Linked DNA regions of Mus musculus: region 1 is linked to region 2. A link is a contact called in public promoter capture Hi-C data. All regions are on one chromosome and are shown on one strand. Each heading gives the region's core, a stretch centred on a gene start, on an enhancer-like site or on the middle of the called end of the contact. The rest is flanking DNA. Distances are from core to core; before and after follow the strand shown. Region 1 holds the start of Nell1 (NEL-like 1). Region 2 holds the start of Dbx1 (developing brain homeobox 1).

Region 1 (5,713 bases), core at 2,216-4,715, 340 kb before region 2:
TCACTTCAGATCTAATCCTTCTCATGGATGCAGAGCAAAGTGACACTGGAAAGACTCTACAACCTCCTCTAATAACAGGAGTGTATGGCCACTTGACCTCTTCTTAATACCTTGAAAAGTGGTGTTCTTGAAGAATAGACTTTATGCTTCTACCAGTTGGCACATGCTTGATAGGGTTGGGGTGGGGGATGCTCAGGCTGAACTGCCTGGAAATTGCTTCAAACAGAAAAATCCCTCCTTCCCAGCAGGGTGCAGCAGGAGACACTGAGTGGGTACCTTCGGGTGTTGATATTTTGGGTATACCCTTTATCCTCTACCCTGGTGACAACCTCCCTCCCCCCCAAAAAACTGGAAAGCAAGGAAGGCTTAAGCACTGAGCACATACTACTGGCATTTCCAAGACACAGGAGAAAACTGGTGGATGAAGGATGCTTTCATAGATACTACTCTGCCCATCCATCTACCCCAATGTACCTGAAAATCCCAGAATGGAAGACAACAGGCACCTCCACCCCCACCCCTAACCCCACCCCCACTCTGTGCTCCAGAGGTGCTCTGGGCCAGAGTGATATGAGCAGCTTCCTCATAACACCTGCCTTTTGAAGCTACCCCTGCACTGCAGTCTTGCTTTAATTAAAATGTGCCTGATAGCATCTATTCATTTCCATTAAAAGCTGGTGATATCTGAGTAGCTAAGTGGGCCACATGTTTACTTCATCTAGGACTGGTAATGTCCCAGACAACAATTGTCTCACTTGACAAATAAACTCTCTAAGCAGCTGTTTGGATCCTGATACAGTAATCTCCAGCCGGCCTCCTTCTAAACCCAAAGATGGATGTAAGGGATGGAGATGGGGCTTCCTGGGCAAAACCAAAGGGGCTGCTTCCAGAAACCGAACACAATGCTCTCTCCAGCTACAAGAAACTGCAAACCCACAAGGCATAATTTCTTCCATTTCTTTAATTCTTCCAACAATTTATGTATGAAAAATATGCAGCCTCAGGCAATCAAGTAATTGCTACCAGGAAGCACAAGGATTGGCCTTGTACCAAGCTTAGGGACAGGTTGGGGAGCTACATCTTAGATCCATTCTGTCTTTGTCCAGGGTTTTTTGGGGGGCCTGACTACATTCCACTTTATTCCTCCAGAGCCATCAAGGCACAACTCACACAACTCACTGCCTGGGCAAAGCCTTACAGGTAGGTGATCATCCTCTCTACCATGTAACCAGAACTTCACTCCCATGACCCCAATTTCTCACAGCCCACCTCTCCCCCACATCACACAGTGTAACAAGAATGCTTTCTGGTTTCTACCAAGATTCTCAGCAAAGCTCTAAGTTCTCCAGTCAGCTCTGTCTCTCTCTCTGTGTCTCTGTCTCTCTCTCTGTGTCTCTGTCTCTCTCTGTGTGTGTCTCTGTCTCTGTCTCTCTCTCCCGTGCTCGCTCTCTCTCTCTCTCTCTCTGTCTGTCTGTCTCTGTCTGTCTCTCTCTCTCTCTCCTGTGCGCTCTCTCTCTCTGTGTGTGTGTGTGTGTGTGTGTGTGTGTGTGTGTGTGTGTCTCTGTCTGTCTGTCTCTCTCTCCCGTGCGCTCTCTCTCTCTCTCTCTCTCTCTCTCTCTCTCTCTCTCTCTGTGTGTGTGTGTGTGTGTGTGTGTGTGTGTGTGTGGCACCTAATAAGCCACCCACTGTTCAAGATGTAAAAGGGAGCTAGGATTGTAGGGAGGGGGGAAGACCTCACGTCAGAAACTGAAGTATAGTGGAAACTCAGCCTGAAGCTCATGAGCAGTTTTTGGCAACTCTTCAAAAGAGTAATGAAAACAAAGGATGTAAGCACTTGGGTCCTAATCTGGAATGATATGGAATGGTCATCAGGCTGCTCCTTCGCCATCTGTCTTCTCCCTATCTTCCCTTTCCCTGTAGGATGTCCCCAGCAACACTCTCCTCCTCCCCACCGGTAGCCCAGCACTAGTAGGCCATGTCCTCATCTTCCTGGAACTAGTTCTAATTGCAAGGAGCAACTGTAGTAAGCGCCACTTAGCCTTGGGTCTATTGGCTGCGAAGGGAGTTCCGGAAAGACACTCAGGTTCTTTTGTCCCTAGAGAAAGGTTTCCCCGTCTCACTGGGATTAGGCAAAGGAAAACCTTAGTCCACTTCGGTCCTGGGAAGTAAGGGAGGGGAGGCTAGAAGCTCACAGACCCCTAACTGCCTGCCAAAGTGGGGAGTCTGGGGCATAAGGGATGGGAACTTTTTAAGTCGACTAAAGAAGGGGTGTGTTCCTCAGTCCTCTAAACGTAAACCAGCTGTCTGGCTTGGGAAGGAGACTGAACCTCTAGAGTGGGGAATGAAGGTACTGGAGGGCCGCCGACATGGGGACAGGGAATGCCTATGCGTCCATTCTAGGGATCCGAAGTCTGTGGGCAATGAATCTGATGTCTGGCTACCAAGAACTATCTCTTCCCCTGTCTGCCTTGTTGATCTGCTTCCTACCCTTCCTAACCCCGCCCCTGCCTCCTGACAACTACTGCAAGCTTGGTGAAGTAGGCTACATTCTTGAACCCCAGGGACCCGGAGTCAGGGAACCCCGTGGAAGAGGAAAGAGTGGAGTGCGCCTCAGGGTCATCACAACCGCACCTCCAGCAGGCAGATTCTATAGGGACTTGGTCATCAGGCCAGTTTCCTTGGCCCCGGGTCCCACCCCACAATCTTGGATGACAGCAGGAGGAACACGGTTTAGAGGTTGAGAAAATCTTCTGTCGTCTCCACTGGTCCAATTTACCTCCTAATAATTGTTCGCTTAGTTGTTTGGGCAGGGAGCTGACAGGAGACCACTCCTGGAGTTCCCTCTGGGAGCCATGTGGGAACCACGGAAGAGCTCGCGGGTCCCCCCTTTCCTCGCAGCCCTCTCCCGTGCGCCGTCTGGCTCCCCCGGCTCTGGCCGCGCCTGCCTGCCGCACGCGCTCCCTCTGCGGGTGGAACTCCCGCGGCTCGGGGACACCCTTGGCCACCGCACCCTGCAAGTTCAAGGATGTAGGATCTCTGGCCACGCTGCAGCGGGTTCTGACTCCTTAGAACCGGGAAGCTGCTTGCTAGCCACACAAGGCTGCGACCACCCGGCCGCACCCCGCATACTGAATGCCCGCTGCTGCGTCCCCGGGGAAGAGAACACTCGCCCGGGCATCTTTTCTAGCGCTTTTACCCCGAGCTGTGCTGGGCAATCAGAACCCAAGCACTCTGCTGCCCTTCTCTAGCCCGTCAGAGATAGGTTCCGAGTCTCTCCTAGACAGAGTAATCCCGGGTTACAGCAGTCGGGAGCAGCACTATCATCACCACCACCTTCCCCCAAATCCCGCTTAATGCCCAGCCTTGCTTACCTGTCCTGGCGGTGCACACACAGAACCACAAAACTAAAATCACATCCATCGGCATCGCTCCGGAGGCCCCCCGCCAAGCAGGGCGCACCAACGCCAGCAAGAAACCAATGCTTCAGAAAGCCGCGGCTCTGTGGGCTCGAAGCGGCCAAACTTACTAGCGGGCGGCAGGGGAGGTGGCTCGGCGGCGCCCGGGAAAGCAACCCCGACTGCCCCGCCCCCAGCCCACCCTCCACCGCGGGTGGCGGTGGCACGGGGCTGGGGCCCTAAACCCTGCTGCAGCTGCGCTCCCCCTGAGCTAGGGCGGGAGCGCGGGGCTCCGCCACTCCCGCAGGTTGCCCTGGGAGTCTGTGCGGATTCCGCTCGCCTCCTGGACTCCGGAGATGCAAGGATCCCGGCTACCCGCGCCTCACGGCTTCACGCCCCCGCCTCTGCCACTGCGCCGCGCTGCGGGCTGCCCAAGTTGCAACAGTTCATCCAGGCCGGGTCCGAAGCCGCCCAGCCTGCGTGCGTGGGTTTTGTTCCCTAGGGGAACCAGACCTAGGCGGTGTCGAGAAGTGCTCCCAGCACCTCCTTGGGAAATAACTACTACCGATTCGCTCCAGCAAGTGGGTGGGGAGGAGCAGGTGGGGGCGGAGGAGGGGGCAGGGGACGGATGATGCCTGAGTCCCCAACCGCCACCTGTACTTGCTGTCTAGTCCCAGCCAAAGGCTCTTGTGACTGGATACTAGCTTTTAAGAGTGCTGGTTGAGGGTGTTGAGGTGGGAGTCCCTGAGCTTAGAGCAATCTATGGCTCGAATTTAAGAAGTGTTTGCTAGCTTCGTTCTACAGGCCAAATGCTGCCACATAGGGGAAGTTCTAAACCTTCTAAACCTTTTTTTTTTTTTTTTTTTTTTTTTTTTGGCTGTTGTGTGACTTTCTGGATGGTTTTCTCCAAAACCCGCTGTTTAGGTCTCGGTCTCTCTCTCTCTCTCTCTCTCTCTCTCTCTCTCTCTCTCTCTCTCTCTCTCTCTCCTTTCTTTGGAAACCCCTACTGGAACACCATTCTGTAGAGAGAAAAGCTGGGCTTTGCTGGCGACCAGTGGACAAGCAGAGGAGTCTCTCCTGTCTAGTGTACCCTCTGCTACTGGGGCCGCCCCGCTAGGGTCCCTGTACTGTGTGCTTCAGTCTATCTAGAGATGATGCAGTCACAGAACCTGAAAGGTCAGTACCTCCAGCTTACATGTTCATGCCATGTGACTCGAAGCCTCCCGCACCCCAGCTTGTCCTGTGGCTCCATCTATGGCTCCAGCTTCCCCCAACATCCAATACTACTCTGAGATACTTAAACTCATAACAACCTCCCAGATCCCAGAGGGGGGGGGGGGGAAAGAGTTCAACAAAAGAGCTCTGCTTTCTTTCCAGGGTTTCTCTCTGGCATTTGCCCATCCTCTGTGCTCCCAGGGCCTTTACTTCACATACCTTTGACCCCAGGAGTCCAGTGGGGGGTCACCAATTTAGTTGCACAGTTTATGAAGAGGAAAGGTCTTAACCTACATGGTCCTCTGACCTTGATCCTATTTTTCAGGACATTCTGTATACACCCCCTTGCCCATTTGCTCCCCGTTCGTACCTTCCCCGGCAGGTGAAGAAAGAAATCATGAAAGATAAATCAGCCTGAGAAGTACCCACTGCAATGCAGCTGAACTGGGCCATTACAGAGTGGATGTCAAGGCTTAACTCTCCAGCTTTTAAGAGTGTGTGTGTGTGTGTGTGTGTGTGTGTGTGTGTGTGCCCCTGGAAGATAGAAGACAATGTTGGATGCACTGCTGCTGAAATTACAATCTATTGTGACATGTGTCCTGGATCCTTGTGTCAACTGAACTTTATTTCAGCTCCCAAATATTTTCTTTGTTATGTATCTGGAGCTAGCCTTGAACCTTGAACCTCCTGTCCCTTCATCTCCTAAATGCTAGGGTTATATGTCTGGGCCACCTAGTTTATGTAGTGCTGGGGATGGGACCTGCTTCCTTGTGCATCCTGGGCAAGCAGTCTACCAACTAATCTGTCTCCATAGCCCTTTACTCTCCAAAATTCTCAAAATTCAACTTGGCCCCAGAGCAGACCCTTCCTCCTGTGTCTTCATTACAGAGTCGAGGCTTTCTCTTCCTCCTGGAGCATGCTGCACGTGATGCCAACATTAAAATCACACACACACACACACACACACACACACACACACACACCCCTTGCAGAAAACTAGATTTCCCATGTTTCACTGGGCCTCCTAAGTAAGGACTCCGGATGCCAAGCTATATATTGTGAGAACCATGTCCCACCCTCAACTCTCCCTCAGTATAAATGCA
Region 2 (5,860 bases), core at 1,282-3,781:
GTGGCCTCGTAAAAACAGAGCTTTAGATACGTTTGGATTGTGGAGAGCAAAACTGCCGGAGGATGAGGAGGGTAGCTAGCCTTCCAGGGCTGCAGAAACCACACCTCCACGGAAGTAACCTCGGGAGGCGGGACCTGGGAAGACCCACTGTGCTGTCTAATCTTTTCTTTCTTGGCAGAAACCTAGCGAATTCTAAAGGTAGAGGTTGAACTCCGCTCATCCGAAGAGGAGGAAGTACCGGATGGATAGAAATTCCCGCACCTATAGTCGCAAGGATCTTCAGAACTTCGAGCTACCTCGGATGTGCTGATGGGGCTGGGGGTTGGGGGAAGTGAGCCGGTAAAGGAAAGGGGTAGGGAATAAGAAGGGCGTGGGAGGGAGGGAGGAGAGGAGGAGTTTGGGGAGGAAAAACAGGAAATAAAGAAAAGGGGGAGAGAAGGAGGAGAGGAAGAAAAGGGGGTTTTAGTCTATTTTGCTGAAGAACTTTTAAAAAGAACTTTCAAAACTCCCCCAACAGATCTTGCACGTACACAATCCTGCCGTGCCACGTCTATATTTAAATGGCCACTTTTTTGATCTGGTCATTCTAGAAGGCTTTTCCTCCTAACACAGGAACAGTCCTGGGTTCAGAAACTCTGCAGTTTCACCAGTCTTCAAGCATGAATTCACCCCCAGAGTCTGGCCCTAAATAACTTTTTAATTTGAATCAAGGGAGAGCTTTAGTGTGCTCGGTTTCTGGTTTAATGTGATATAAATCGCAGATGCACTTCCATGAATGGTTAAAGCAGCGACATGGCGATCATCAACACAAAACGTCCTGAACAAAACCATCGAAAGAAATAGGCTGGTTAATAAGATTTTTTTTTTTTTTTTTTTTTTGGAGAAAGCTTTGTGTTAAAAAGCAAAAAGGAAAACCAGCTGAAAGTGACAGTTAGTTCATGGCTAATAGGATCAGGGCAGCCTGGCAGGGCTGCACACTTCTCTTGGGGGAGGGTTCAATCGCACTAAAGAAATGAATGGGACATTTAACACATCTGTCATCTCGCCGAGCCAGAAACCGGGCAGTGGAGGCTCAGAGCCACCTCAGCACCATCACACGAAAGCCAAGAGAGGCTCTCCAGGATTTTGGTTGGAGACATTAAACTTAGGAAACCCTTTTCCCTGTGTGAACTTAGTTCTTCCTCGTAATTTTTATTCATTGCTCCCTTGCAGTGAACCCAGAAGCTGGCACAAATAAATGTGCAGGAGTTAAGCGCCTCGAAATAGCTGGAGTTGTGTCTGAACTTTCAAGGGCTCTCTGGCTTAAACAAAGAGTTAGGTGGTGAACGTCAATGTTTCTAAAGGTTGGGAAAAAGAGACCCTGACAGGTTTGCGCTAGCTACCGGAGGAACGGAGCTCTCAAGGTTTTGAGCCCTTCCCAAGTGGAATTCCCAGCCCGGTTAGGTTCAGGGCTCTGCCAGGCTCCTTCCTCCTTCAAGTGAACGGCCTTGCACTCTGGGCGGAGTCCCAAAGAAGTTCTCTGAAAACACTCTCTCTCTCTCTCTCTCTCTCTCTCTCTCTCCCTCCCTCCCTCCTCTCTCTCTCCTCTCTCTCTCTCTCTCTCTCTCTCTCTCTCTCTCTCTCTCTCTTCTCTCTCTCTCTCTCTCTCTCTCCCTCTCTCCCTCCCTCCCTCCTCTTTCCCCCTCTCTCTTCTCTCTCCCTCTCCCCTCTCCCTGCTCCCTCACTCCTTCCCTCCCTCTCTTCCTCTTTTCAGGTTATTGGGAATTAGAAATAAATAGTTTTCCCACTAACTTTGGAATTCAACTATTCTCCGGAAACAAAACAAAACAAAACAACACCCCTCAAATCTTCCCAACCCTGACGGACTGTCATCGGATGGCACCGGAGTTTCTATATTTCCAAGTCTCCCTGGGTGTGGGAGTGGGACTTCTAACCCATCCCTCGCATCTGCTCTACGAGTCCCATTGAGTGAGAAATAGCTGGAGACCGGTATGTTTTCATACTTAAGGGCTTGAAATTTTCCACACGGCCCCTCACACACAAGGGAGAGTTATTTTACCGATAGCCTGGAGATGTAGTTCTATGAATATTTATTGATTTATTTTCTAGTCTCAGCAGGAGGCCGCAGATAAATTTAGTGCGTTCTTTAAATAATTCCTTTTCTATGAGGCAAGATGTCATCTGAAACTTCTAAATAGGCATTTAATTAGCCCGGGTGTTGCTTCAGAACAAAAACCTCCAGCGAGAGCTTTGGGGACTCACTGTATAGCAGAGAGGCCGTCGATGCACAGCGTTGATGAGCGCCGGCCTTTGTTGCCGCCCCATTGTGAGGGCCATGCTTATGAAGACTAATCCAATCATAAATTGCATCCCTGAACCAATCAGAGAGCCTGGAGCCTCCCGCGAATGAAGCCCGAGTGGAGAACTTTGTTGAACTTCATTGTCAGAGCTGTCAGTTTTCAAAGAGCTGGAGCGGGCGGGCCACTATAAAACCATCTCCTGGACCGGAGAGCCACAGAAGACTCGCAGACGCCCAAGTAGGACGGTTACCAGGATACTGAGCCAAAGAGGGCATCGGGGGAGGGGCGGGAAGCCAGGCGCTTGCCCTCCGGCCCAGGGAAAGGGAGCTACTGCCAGACCCGCTCTAACCATGATGTTCCCCGGCCTCCTTGCGCCTCCCGCGGGATACCCTAGCCTCCTGCGACCCACGCCCACCTTAACACTGCCCCAGTCCCTTCAATCCGCATTTTCCGGCCACTCTAGTTTCCTAGTAGAAGATTTGATCCGCATCAGCCGGCCTCCCACCTACCTGTCCCGCAGCATACCCGCTGCCAGCCTGTCACCCCCCAGTCAAGAGGCCCCTGCAGCCCTCGCCGACTCGGGGACCTCAGACCTGGGCTCTCCTGGGTCCGGGAGCCGGCGAGGCAGTTCTCCACAGACCGCCCTCTCCCCTGCCAGCGAGCCCACGTTTCTGAAGTTTGGGGTGAATGCCATCCTTTCCTCGGCGCCTAGAAGAGGTAAGATACAGCCGTGCCCTCGACGTGCGTTCCGCGGCCTGACAGCCACTCAATCCTTCACAAACTTGTTCCTCCGCGCTTGTTAGTGCACATTTCCACGCAGGAACTCAGACCTCAAGGGCCAGGTTACTGATTATGAAACGATGGTACTGAGGTTTTAAGGGGAAGAAAAGTCTCAGGCCTTACGAGTATCCTCAAAATGAACTTGAGCCCCGGGCCAGTGAGTGCAGTTCCTTAGTCGGGCGTCTCAGCGCACGCGCTTTGGTGCCTGCGTTCCCGCCCTCAAGACTAGGAAAGAGACTTTTTGCTTTAAACCCAACAAGTACGTTTATTGTGTTGGTTTGTACTATTATGGATAGATCTGCAATAGCCCACCCCACCCCTCCCTATTTTCCTAAGTCTCTGGAATGGTGATGAAATGGGGGCACAAATGAGACGACGCTGCGCAAATTTATTTTACTTAGTGAATACGTTCTAAAAGATGCCTCTGATACCTGCTGCAGTGTGAATTAGATCGTGTACGCGATGCTCCACACAGTATTCAAACACATGATCAAATTCATTCTCTCTCTCTCTCTCTCTCTCTCTCTCTCTCTCTCTCTCTTCCCTCGCCCTACCAGAAACTTCGCCCGCTTTGCTGCAGAGCCCTCCTCCCAAGACGTTCGCCTTTCCATACTTCGAAGGCTCGTTCCAACCCTTTATCAGATCCTCCTATTTCCCAGGTAGGTCTCTTTCGTGTTTTTCCCGCTCCGGGCTGGACAGCCCGTTCCAGTCCCGGCCGGTCGCTCCCTACCCCGAAGTCGTATTTCTCCGTCCACCCCTCGGGGTTACGCTCTGGTTCAGAGGTTGCGAGGCGTACAACATTCACGAATCCGTCGCGCCAATTTGATACCCCATTTAGCACAAGCAGTGACTGCTTGACACTATGCACCAATTCCCTGCTCTACAAATTAGCAAGAATTGTCATGGTCCACATTTGAGGCGGTTCCCTTCCCGGCGAGGAGCTGTTGGCATCCCTTCATGCCGCCGTTTCCCACAGAGTTGGTGCACTTGGCCACCATTCGCCACAAAGGTCTCAGCACCGTGACCAATTGGCCAGCTCCTCCGGCAGCCACACGCAGACCGGCCCTCGCCCCTCCACGCCGCCGAAAAACACCTACCAGCCGCAGCTAATTTCCTGTTAACATTCATTCAGGGCTGCTTTTTTTTCCCTCCACAAGACCGCATGGGGTGCCCTCTTGTGTGCGATGCTTGGGGGTTACCTAAGGGTAGGAAGTCTAGATCCTCCCGCGACCCCAACCTTATCTTGCCAATTTGATTTCCCAACCCTATATCATGCCGGTGGGCTCTTTCTGTAAAAAGGAAACAGTTGACAGAATCCCGCTATGGGTCCTAGTCTACAGGCGAAGAAGCACCCTCAAGAGTTTTCATGCTGAGAACTACGAGTGTTCAAGCATTGCCTCGAACACTTTAAAGCTGCTTTAAAAAGCAGGGAAGCCCCCTAGACAAGAAGGGACCAGAGCCAAAGTGCAGTGGGTGGGGGCAGGGCAAGACCAGGACAGCACTCCCAACATCAGCAAAAGAAACTAGCGACGCTTTTTTTTTTTTTTTTTTTTTTTTTTTTTTGAGAGAAGAAACTCTCTTCCACCACCATTCAGGCTTTTGCCGACAATGGAATTTGCTCCTTTCTCCCGGGTCTCAATGGTCTAACAAAAACAACCCGAGCTTTATAAATAGCTTTTCGTGTCCATTTAATGTGAAAGATTGGGGGTAGAGAAGCCTCTGCCATCACCGCTCTCCCAATCGTCTCCGCCTGCAGTTGTGTTTAGCCTGAGTGTAAACCTCTTTTGTCCCGGTAATATATGGCTCTCGCTGCTTGTCCATAGCCTTTTGCGGTTAGTTCATTACTACACAATTACCATTCACGCTTCGTTAGCGTCTCTGTTTCTTTTTGTTTTTCTTTTTCTCTCCCTTAAAGCGAAACTCTCCCCCTTTTCATAGCGCCAATTCCCAGTGGGAAGCGGTCAATGTGCTAATTAGACGCCACTTTCCTTGTATTCACGCTGATTTCTTTACGTTGTGGGGGAGGCAGAAAAATCATATGTAGTTTTTAAAACGATGAATGACTGGATTTTTTTTAAGCCAAAACAGACTTTTTTCTGTCTGCCAAACCAGCAAAGTGCCTTGTCTTAAAAGGTACTGACAGCACCAAGGTGATTGCGTGTCCGTGGGTCTTGGGGGGGGGGGAAAGTGGAGGTGTGCTGAGTGGTCTCTGTGGGATTATTTTCATTTCTGTAATTTATTTTATTCTGTTGCTATTTAAGCTGTTTGGTGCGGACTGTTTCTGTAAGACCATTGAATGGAAGTGGGGGGGCGGGTAAGCAAAAGGCAATTGTGGCTGCTGTTTTCGTGGGTTTTTTCCTAATCCGGGTTTGCACGGTTGAAAGCGAAAGTTATTTGTGCGGAAAGCGCCTTTCACTCAGACAGGTTGTAGGTTCTCCGTCTATTCTCTACGGGGAGAAAAAGGAGTGTTTTAAAGAGATGAAGGGACTCGAGGGGGAAAAAGGAGGGAGAACGCTAGTGAAAACAGCTTGGGAGAGGCGGATGCTCGGCTCTGCAGGACACCCGGCTCATTCTCTACTTCCCTCACCCCGCAGCTTCCTCCAGCGTCGTGCCTATCCCTGGGACCTTCTCCTGGCCGCTGGCTGCTCGCGGCAAGCCTCGCCGGGGCATGCTGCGCAGAGCCGTGTTCTCTGACGTGCAGCGGAAAGCCCTGGAGAAGACGTTCCAGAAGCAGAAGTACATCAGCAAGCCAGACCGGAAAAAGCTGGCCTCCAAGCTTG

What was found. Promoter capture Hi-C pulls out the DNA fragments that hold promoters and counts their contacts.
Region 1: a promoter capture Hi-C map of embryonic stem cells shows a contact between it and region 2. The contact joins the promoter of Nell1 here to the promoter of Dbx1 in region 2. A contact is called at or near these places in 9 of 39 promoter capture datasets (the 3T3-L1 cell line, the HPC-7 cell line, embryonic stem cells and 3 more), 14 of 484 Hi-C or Micro-C datasets (all in embryonic stem cells), 4 of 115 datasets of contacts at active chromatin or transcription factors (all in embryonic stem cells) and 1 of 9 other capture datasets (embryonic stem cells).

What each region holds. Positions count from the first base shown.
Region 1 is chr7:49,973,102-49,978,814 of GRCm38.p6, reverse strand. It overlaps Nell1 (NEL-like 1), which reads right to left and starts at 3,465. Exons shown (of 20, transcript NM_001037906.2): 1 at 3,372-3,465. The coding sequence starts at 3,426.
Region 2 is chr7:49,633,506-49,639,365 of GRCm38.p6, reverse strand. It overlaps Dbx1 (developing brain homeobox 1), which reads left to right and starts at 2,531. Exons shown (of 4, transcript NM_001005232.1): 1 at 2,531-3,017; 2 at 3,638-3,739; 3 at 5,675-5,860. The coding sequence starts at 2,651.